3 separate regions of the Gossypium arboreum genome follow, and all the other regions are linked to region 2. The links are chromatin contacts, called in public Hi-C maps. All regions are on one chromosome and are shown on one strand. Each heading gives the region's core, a stretch centred on a gene start, on an enhancer-like site or on the middle of the called end of the contact. The rest is flanking DNA. Distances are from core to core; before and after follow the strand shown. Region 1 holds the start of LOC108468285 (protein DETOXIFICATION 29-like). Region 2 holds the start of LOC108473496 (glutamate--glyoxylate aminotransferase 2). Region 3 holds the start of LOC108480959 (60S ribosomal protein L27a-3-like).

Region 1 (3,538 bases), core at 49-2,548, 570 kb after region 2:
AAATATGTTAGATATAGAATGTGGTGTTTCATTTTCAGTAGCTTTCCATATGACTTTCGAGAGATGCTTTTTTCACTTCAAACCAATAAGTATCTTCTTCTTGATGACAGATAACAAATTTTACCCAAACAGATAAGTTAGATTCTTTTTCAATAGTATAATATCGAACAAAATTTGGCATATAATATTACTAGAAATTTTATTATAGTAGATATATGTTTAAAAATAACATACAATAATTAATAAAATATATAGTTTGAAACTAATTAATAATAACATATTAAATATAGATATTATATTAAAATAAATAAAAAACTAGATTAAATTGTAAATAAAACGAAATTTAAATTAGATTAAGCTAAATAACAACATAAATCTTAAGTTGGTGGCAAGTTAATTTGTGATACCAACTTAATCACCTACATTATGAATACATCAGATTTAGAGCATTAAATAAATATATCAATCTTAAATTATTTTCGAGTTAATTTGTGACACAAATTCAATCAACAACAATATTAATATATATACAATTGATGATGGATGATAAAACTAAAACATATATAAAAAGATTAAAATAGAGTTTTGATTTAGTGATAAATTTAATTGAGTTTTGATGTTAAGCTTGTTATACATATTTGCGGTCCATCTTAACTTAAAATAGAGTTTTGGTTTAATGTGGGTGATATTTTTGTAATTTTTTAATTGAGTTGATAGTAATAAGATTTAAACACATGAGTATATAAATATATAAGATAAATTAATATTTTAATTTATATAAATATATAATACTAAATAAGAAAAACAAATATACAGATCTATGAAATCTTAACAATCCACATGATACAATTGTGGCTTCCAAGTCGAGCGTTGCTTGAGTTTATGCGAGGGCATGCATGAATGACCATGAGACCAGCGTGATCTTTTAATTAATGTGAGTGCTACTGCTACTCGATTTAATAATAATAAAAAGAAAAAAGTAGAATTTAATTAAACTAAAAATCATATGATTAAGTTTAAGATTTTAACAGAGTACAAGTTAATTACAATTACAACTATATATATAAAATATTTAAATAATTATAATTAAAATCAAATGGATAAATTAAAATAAAAGTCACATGTATTGAATTTAAATTAAAATAATTGGAAAAAACAAATATAAGATTTATGTAAACGCCCAAACATAAGAAAAGCAAAATTTCAAAATGGATCTTTATTTTATATGGGTTTTAGATTTAAACTAAAATGTTGTACTATTAAAATGCATTAAATTTCTTTAATTAATTTTGGATCAGCGTGGAAAATATTATAATAAATGCAATCTCTACCCAAAACCGCCTTCTGAAATATTGTCTGTATATATATATACCTTGGCCGGTTGACTTGATATTATATATTGTATTCCAGCTCTTTACGTCTCCCGTGGCAATGGAGGGAGCTGAGCAACCGCTTCTTTCCTCTCGGCTAGTTGGCGGGGATGAACAGTTACTTTCTAGACCATCAAACATCACCTTCACCGCCGGCACCGATGACATCCCACCAATCAACAGCGTCCGTGACTTCTTCAGAGAATACCTGATTGAGTCCAAGAAGCTGTGGTTCCTGGCTGGCCCCGCCATCTTCACCAGCGTCTGTCAATACTCCCTCGGCGCTATCACTCAAGTATTTTCCGGCCAAGTTGGCACTCTGGCCCTCGCTGCCGTCTCCGTGGAGAATTCGGTCATTGCCGGTTTCTGCTTCGGCATCATGGTAAATCTGTAAATTAGATTTCCGTTTTCATTTGGGTCTCTGGCTTAGTTAAAAATAACACTAATTACAATTCTTGATATTAAAACTTGAATAGCTTGGGATGGGAAGTGCACTTGAAACTTTATGCGGCCAAGCATATGGAGCAGGGCAACTTGATATGCTAGGGGTATACATGCAAAGATCATGTGTCATCCTCACCGCAACGGCTTTGATGTTAAGCTTGTTATACATATTCGCGGTCCAACTTTTGACGGTAATAGGCCAAACGGAAAGCATAGCGGAGGCCGCTGGAATATTCGCAATATGGATGATACCGCAACTGTTTGCTTACGCGTTTAACTTCCCGATGGCGAAGTTCTTACAGGCACAAAGCAAGATGATGGCGATGGCGATGATATCCGGGGTGGCGTTAGTTCTGCACTGTTTGTTTAGTTGGCTGTTGATGCTAAAGCTGGGTTGGGGCTTAGTTGGTGCAGCCATTGTGTTGAACGGGTCGTGGATTGCCATAGACGTGGCTCAGTTTTTGTACATAATTAGCGGTACTTGTGGTCAGGCTTGGACCGGCTTCTCTTGGAAGGCATTTCAACATCTATGGGGATTTGTCAGATTGTCTTTTGCTTCAGCTATAATGCTCTGGTAAGTCCAACCTAACACTTGGGCTTCTTTGTTTAAATCCAAATTAAATAAAAACAGGGAAGTAAAAACGTTACTTTAGAAATGGAGCTTTTTTTTTGTTTCAAGCAAAAACAAAAACAGAAGCCCCATGTGTTGCATGTTTAAATCCAATTTATTATCATTATTATTACAAATTTGAAGGAATATGTTTTAAGTTTATAAAGTGTTAACACAAAAAACATTTGCAGTTTAGAGGTATGGTATTTTATGGCATTGATACTTTTCGCTGGATACCTGAAAAACGCTGATATATCTGTGGATGCGTTGTCTATCTGGTGAGTGCACCTTTTTCTTTTTTTAAAGCATCATTTTAACCCCTAGTTGTCATTACTTGTCTTTTATTAAATTTTCTTTTTTATATTTGTTTAAGATAAGTGTCGCTTTTTGAAGATTTCAAAGTAATTTTATTGCACTCGACTATGACTACTAGTCATACGCAGATCTACGGATTAGTTGGGTAGGGTATTACTTCTCTTTATTAACTATATTCTTTTTGACATCAATTTTACTTTTGAAGATTTAACAAATTAATCATTGCACTCCTCTATTAGTATATGCAGATCTATGGATTAGTTGGGTTGGATTCATCGAACCTAGGTTAGGGAATCTAGATTGTAATTTTTTTTAATTATTTCAATTTTACATTAAGCTTAAAGCTTGGGTTTTTGCTTTAATTGTTCTATTATTAATAATTATTTTAATAATAAATATAAAAAATCAATTTTATTAATAAATATAAATTATATAATGATGTATTATATATTTAATAATATAATAATTCAAATCTAGTAATTTAATTTTATAATTTTCATAAATAATTAAATAAAATTTATTATGTAAGTCTAATACTATTATATTATGTTACACCCATGTCGTGGGTGGAACTAAAATTTTATGTAAAAAATATATTTGAATTAATTACGGATGAAAATTTAAACATCTTTTATCAACCTTAATTTCTATTTCTGAACTTTGGGTTTTTTTTTATATTATAATATGAATCAAAGTTATATTGGAGAAAATAAACACTCAACTAATATACCATAATTTGAATTTTGAACTTTTAATTTTATGTAACACTAACAATATAATTTCTAAATCAATTTTAAAT
Region 2 (3,341 bases), core at 207-2,706:
TCCCAAGAACCAATAGATCGGTAAAATTCAAAAATCCTTTTCTATATATCCCCTTCCAACCAACCACCACAAAGGGTGGATATGAAACTCCTCTTTGCCTCAGTCTCTTATGTCTGTTATTTTTGAAAACCTGTTGTCAAATGACCATGTTTGCTATAATATATCAGGTATCGAAGAATATCGAGTTGGGTTTGGCAGCTCTTCGAGGTGAAAAAGGGCCGGCATATGACCGGATTGTTTTGAATGCTGGAATTGTGGATCATTTACTAGGATGTGATGGGGCAGAAGACGTTCCTTAGCTTTGGAAAGAGCCAAAGAAGCCATTGACAGTGGTAAGGCCCATAAGAGGCTCCTAAATTATATAAAGATGTCGCACAAAGTAAAATAATGAACTTGTATGGAGCACTGCCTGCTTCTCTCTCGCATTTTTTTGGTCTTTTTCTTAATTAGAGGAGAGAAAGTGGTCTTTTACAGATATCTTTTCTATATCTGTTTTTTGATAGCATTAAAATTTTGTACCATCTAAAAATTAGTTGCAAATCCAATGTCATTGATTAATTGTTTTTTTCTATATATTTACTATCCTCAAAAGTAATTCTCTTAAAAGAAAGTTCGAGTTTAGGTAAAATATTTATATATATTTTATAAATATAATATATTCATTCATTGTCTTTTTATTTATTTATACAATATTAAGAATGGGGATGAGATAACACAATTTGAACTCATGCCAAATGAACATCTGGTAAAAACTTTAACTACTATTTTATACGAGTCAAGATCATCACTTCATACAAATCAAAATTTATTCATTTATTGTTAATCAATTAAGTTTATTGATTTTTTTATTCCTAATTGGTCTCATATTATATCAAGTGATATGATTATACTGATATCTGTTCATTCCGGGTGAAGTTCATAGAGCAGCAACATTACCACCAATGAAAAAGGCATTCGCCATCCATCTTAAGACATTTAGCGTTTGGAGCAACAGGGTAAACAGTAGGAAAAGTGGAGGATGAGGAAGATGTTCTGTACGTCTTAATGGGCCTGGGCTGAAAAAATTTTTTGTAGGCAAGGATTTTTGGTTTGGGCTAACTAAATCCCTCAACATTTTCTTATGTAGAATTCTCTTCTTTTCAAGGTTAATAGATTTTCAGTTTTCTTACAAAGTATTGATGTATGATTCTGATTGGTTGGGCTAAATCTTGAAGGACTAGAAACTGCATTTGATCATGTTGAGTGATAGCATTTCACCAGTCTTTTAACAATTTTGTGAATCTAAAAATAAATTTAATGAGAATGTTGTAATTGTTATCTTCAATTAATTTACAAGTTTCTAACTAAAAATGAAATTCTTGAATCTTGTCTGGCCACTTTTCTAATGGTAAGTCGTCAAGAGTGAAAGATAAAAATAAATAAATAGCAATGATTGACCTTCGCTAATATTCATAATAATCATTCATGAAAGTTGACCAAATTACTACTACCATTTGCCATTAGCCATTAGATGAGAAAATTCCTCTAAAGAATGGAACGTGAACCACACTTGGGAGTTGGTGAGAGCGACCAATGTTGAACATGAGTCCAAAGAAGATGTGAGGGAGTCCCCAAAGGGTTCATTATCTACCAATAACTCACAGTTTGAAGCTACACCACACCTCGCCGATCAATTTTATCCTTTGTGTTTTGATCTTTTAAGATAAAACACAGCATCCCCACATTTTCAAAATAAATCCCCTTTTTCAGTGGCTCTGCTGCTGCCACTGCTTTCAAATCCTTACACACTGCCACATCTTTATATATATCAATTCTTTATTTGTATATATTGCCTTTCCCTGACATGAAAAAGTCTCTGACACTTGCAACACAATAAACTACACATAAAATCTGTGCCTGCCCTTTGCTCTGCACACCTCGGGATATCAGTTTCAACTCCACTCATCCCACGGGTTACTCTCGTTTACGGAGTTTTTTTCTGTTCTGCACTTCCCTGTTTAGTTTTAAGGGTGAACTGTTTGGATTTTCTGGTAATTCATGATTTATTGAGTTTAGGTCCTGAATTTTACGGATTCTTGGTTTTGGTGTAAGGTAACCGTGTGATTTTGTTGATAGACTATTGATTATTGACTGTTTTCAAACTTCTAAATGCATTTCTATGCCTGGATTTTCTAGTATTCTGGCTTGGCTCCATATTCACTGATAATTGCATTGATCGCATCGCAAGAGGCTCTCTTTCACTTTATGATTTTCCTTTTAATCCTTTCCATTAATGCATGTTTTCCTATCATATGAACCTTAGAGCCGATGTTTGTTTTTCCTATGTTTGTTTTTCCTTTTCAAATGTTTAGACCCGATTTTAAGATTTAGGATTAGAGCGAATTTATAGTGATTATATTATAACGTTCGAATTGTTTTGCTGATTGTTACTCTCGTATTGGAACTGGAAAGCCAACTAATAAACTTATATGCAAAACCAAAATGTTAAATTAGACTTATGCTTTGTAGTTCTCTTACAGGTTGAGTACCGAGTCCATATATTGGTAAGTTCAAGGAAGGAACTTGGGCATCATGGGTCTTAAGGCATTAGACTATGAGACAATGAATGAAAACGTGAAGAAAGTTCAATATGCAGTTAGAGGTGAGTTGTATCTTCGAGCTTCTGAGCTTCAGAAGGAAGGGAAGAAGGTATGTTTTTCCTGCTTTCTTCTTATTTTATTTCAGCATGCAGTTCTGCTTCGTATGCTGAATTCGCAGAGTTTTATATGTTGGTGCTTTTAGCTTTTGCTATCAACAGAGAATGTGTAAATGCCTATTTCCTACATATTCTTTGTTGGGGTATTTAAAACCATACTGTTGTTCTTAGATATTTTTGAAAACTTATCATAATTAGTATAATCACAGTTTGAGCTAGACTTAGAGTACTTATTTACCATTCAAGGACTCCGGGTGTAAGAGTTAGGGGAGTTAACAAGATTCCCTTGGTCTGGGTTAATAGTTCTAACCAGGTCCTCTCAGAAATTTTAGCTTAATTAAAGGCTGATTGCTGCATTTTTCTCGAGGACAGTGATAATCAAAAGGCCTCTCTCTGTGCCGTAGGTTTCATTTCCCGACATGTTCTCCTGTACTTATTTACCATTCAAGTACATGCAGCTTGTACTTATGACATCTTTTTATTAGTTCTTTATTTATTTTTTTAATTGTAACTTATTTAGTGCCTTTTGAGTATTAAGTGATTGTACTCCTAGTTTCCTAGATAAATGCCTCCTTGATTCTATTTTCATCTTTTGTCCGAAAGCTTCTCAAGGAGGGATTCCTTGTGTCAAACACAATTAAAATGT
Region 3 (3,442 bases), core at 503-3,002, 880 kb after region 2:
TGTGCTGCAAACATTACTATCCCCAAACGAGCTTCCATCCCCATTACAGATTGCAGGAGAAGATTTCAAAAGTTCCCTAATTCAACAAGAATTTATTTTTTAAATACATAGTTACTTGAAGGGGGCTTTAACAAAACTAAAGGTGTGTGCGTCAACCTTACCAGATGAACATGTAGCAATGATAAGACCCTCCAGATAGGGTTTTGGTTTCAGTATCTTAACCACGATCCACCCAAGAATTATTCCAACCAGAAAGGTGAGGCCGATGTTTACAGGCATAAACCACCTGTGAATTTAACGATCAGATTCAAACGAAGCCACATTTGGTACAAAAGTTCTCATGTGTATATGTGCTTTTTCTCTGCTTAATCAACACTTTTGTTTTATTTTAGTGGAGGGTTCAAAAATTTGCTGTTGCATCGATAGTCTGCCTTTCAAAATTTTCAGAGACAAAAGAAGAATAGATGTTTATACTTATTTGTTGAGCAACCATCATTCTACTTCGTTTCTTTATGATGCAAACGGTTGAGCAGAGTGGGGAAGCAGCGGCTGAGTCGACCTGGAGGGGACAACTTAGGACGTTGTTGGGTCGGAACGCAAGCCCAAAAAATAATAAAATGTTCAATTTTGATTAATAATTAGTCCTTTAAAGTTTAAATTGGTATGCAATCGCGAATTGTCATCTGTAAAGGACAATGACCAAAATGATGAACGTGAATTACAATAATTGCGAATTTAAATCACTGAGCCAAAGGCTTACTCCAGTCCAGACATAAGCACTTGATAATAATCTTAATTTCAATATCTTTTTTCCAGCATTGATTAGCAAAGGGACCACTCTTGATGGAGATTTTCCAACACTACTCTATCGAAGGAGGACTTACCTCATGTATCACAAAATCTAGAGACGAAATTATGAAAAACATTGTTGACAACAAAAGAATGGCAGTGCATTGGAAGGTTAAGCCAATTTGGGAATGAATGGATTGATACAGAATGTGCAATGGTCTGACGATAGAGATAGCACGAAAAGCTAATAATAATCTCAGTAAAGTATCAAGAATTTCCGCATCTTAACTTAAATCAAGCAAATGCAACAAAGCAAAACACAAGTAAATAAACACCATACCATATATTGTTGAAGCAAAATTAAGAATGTTATGGTAAAATCTCATTTAAAAAATTAAGTCCTAGATGATAATATAAGAGATCCAAAAGCAAAAACCCTAACCTAGGCAGTGAGAACAACCGCCCCACCAGCCTCCTTAATCTTCTTCTCAGCAGTCTTAGATACTAACTTAGCCTTAACCACCATCGGTTGATTCTGGGGCAGCACACCTTTTCCCAAGACCTTAAAGTACCCGAACTGGGTCACGTCGATCATCGGCGCCGAATCCTTGTTGGCCTTTGCCTTCACGTCTTGTGGAACGAGAGACCAAAGCTTGTCGACGTTGACGATGGGGCAGTAAAACTTGTTGCAGAGTTTGTGGAAGTACCTCATACCCACTTTCCCGAAATACCCAGGGTGATACTTGTCGAAGAGGATCCGGTGGTGGTGCATACCTCCGGCGTTTCCTCGACCCCCAGGGTGCTTGCGGTGCTTGCCGATACGGCCATGACCGGCGCTCACGTGGCCGCGCTTCTTACGATTCTTCTTGAAACGGGTTGTCATTGTTAGATACTTGGATTGAACGGGACTTCTGAAGCGCGGCTTATAGACGAGAAAAATGAAAATAGGGTTTTGTCAGTTTTTATTGTGTGGTGGACAATGGGGTTTTGCCTTTTAGGGCTTTGTGATTTGATGGATCTAAACAGGGGTTGGCCCTTATCACGTTGGGCTTAAAGGTTCATTTGGATCCTAGAATTGTGATTTTTTTTTTTTTTATAAATTTGCTGATAGGAGGTTATTTTCATATTTGGGAAAATATATAGATAAATTTAGCATAGGATATATTTTGATTGGGGTTGGGCCTTAAGGTTAGTTTCACATTTGCTCGGCTAATGTGTTCACTACTAATTTAAGTAAACTAATATAATATTAGTGATAAGTCCAGTAAATCATGTTTCATTTGCTTTTGTTGAAAGGGTTGTAACAAACAACCACAGTTTTTAAGGTAGCGTTGCAGCCTACAAATTGCCTCGCGATACCGGAAAAGCTTAGCTAGTTGAACCATGACAATCAACCGAACACGTCGTTGCGTTAGCCATGTGGATTTCAACACGCTCACTTCCGGGGTACATTTAAGAGCAGGAAAATGAAAGCCCTCTCTTTGCTGAACCTCAAAGCTACAGCCTTGCTTCCCTTCTTGGCAACAGTTTTATTTCAAAGTTACAACTGTGGTTGCAGTGGGAAATTTTGGTTATTGTTTTATAGTCATCTTATTCTTCACTCACTGCTGTATGTATTGTTTCAGCTTCGCCTCAAATCAACACTTAAATCACTGTGGTACCAAGCAAGAAATTAACCTTATGCCTCACTCACTTAATGCATTTCTCATGCTTACGGGTAGACGGTAATAGTACTAGAAAATAAAGAAAACTCGATCAAAGTATCGTCTTCAAAATAATTTTAACCTAGATAGTTTAGATCTCAAAATACCAATTACAAAATAAGATGGTCACCAAGTGAATTACCAATTTATGGTTCCATAATAAATGTCTATTTCTTTCCCTTCTACATCCATGAACTTTACCATAACTTCTTGAACACGTACGACCACATTAAGCAATGGCACCACACATAACACACCATTCCCAGATTAGTAAGTTGCTAATGTCAATGAAGCAGGGCAGCTAAGACATATGCTTTTCGTACTTGCATTTTGGTCTGCAACACCTATTAATAAGATGGGTTTCAGCATGGAAATTGGGGATTAATGGCTCAACTACGGGCATAATCGAACCGAGCCAAGCCTAAATACTGCCAAGCTTAAGCTCGGCTCAAGATATAATCGAGCTTGATTAAGCTCGTTTACTAATTTCTGAACTCGAGCTCAAGCTCAACTCAATAATTAAGTTTAGGGTTAATAATACATATTAAGGATAATAACGTAATTTAATAATATAAAATTATAAAAAGCTCAATAAGGCTTGCGAGTTTGAGTCAAGTATTACTACGCTCAAAGTCGGCTCAAGGAGAGCTCAACTCGATAATTACCGAAGCAAGTTTGAAGTTTTTTCGAGTTGAACTCAAGTAACTTGTGAGTACCAGCAGACTGCATCGAGTAAAATTTATTCCAAAATTCACCAACACAAAAGAAAGCTATCGCTAGTCCCCCCATAAGATTCATCATCATAAATTTCCATGCCAAAGTTTTGAATCGCTTCAAACTATGCAGGAAAACCTTAATGGCATACATCACATACAACAAGCCATTGCACTCGGGGCTATAAGTATTCAACGTAAGTCCATGTCTACCTAAATCTATGGTATGCAACAAAA

What was found. A called contact is a pair of places that touch in the nucleus more often than the background predicts.
Region 1: a contact with region 2 is called in a Hi-C map of leaf, with 2.1 times the contacts expected there. The contact joins the promoter of LOC108468285 here to the promoter of LOC108473496 in region 2. A contact is called at or near these places in 2 of 5 Hi-C or Micro-C datasets (both in leaf).
Region 3: a Hi-C map of leaf shows a contact between it and region 2, with 4 times the contacts expected there. The contact joins the promoter of LOC108480959 here to the promoter of LOC108473496 in region 2. A contact is called at or near these places in 2 of 5 Hi-C or Micro-C datasets (both in leaf).

Annotation. Positions count from the first base shown.
Region 1 is chr3:16,819,240-16,822,777 of ASM2569848v2, forward strand. LOC108468285 (protein DETOXIFICATION 29-like) reads left to right here and starts at 1,299. Exons shown (of 8, transcript XM_017769179.2): 1 at 1,299-1,752; 2 at 1,847-2,388; 3 at 2,616-2,702. The coding sequence starts at 1,432.
Region 2 is chr3:16,252,112-16,255,452 of ASM2569848v2, forward strand. LOC108473496 (glutamate--glyoxylate aminotransferase 2) reads left to right here and starts at 1,457. Exons shown (of 14, transcript XM_017775087.2): 1 at 1,457-1,952; 2 at 2,520-2,688. The coding sequence starts at 2,572. It also overlaps the pseudogene LOC108471378.
Region 3 is chr3:17,133,970-17,137,411 of ASM2569848v2, forward strand. It overlaps LOC108480959 (60S ribosomal protein L27a-3-like), which reads right to left and starts at 1,753. Exons shown (of 1, transcript XM_017784121.2): 1 at 1,114-1,753. The coding sequence starts at 1,672. The coding sequence ends at 1,232. LOC108488146 (a long non-coding RNA gene) reads right to left here and starts at 804. Exons shown (of 2, transcript XR_001871724.2): 1 at 162-804; 2 at 1-76.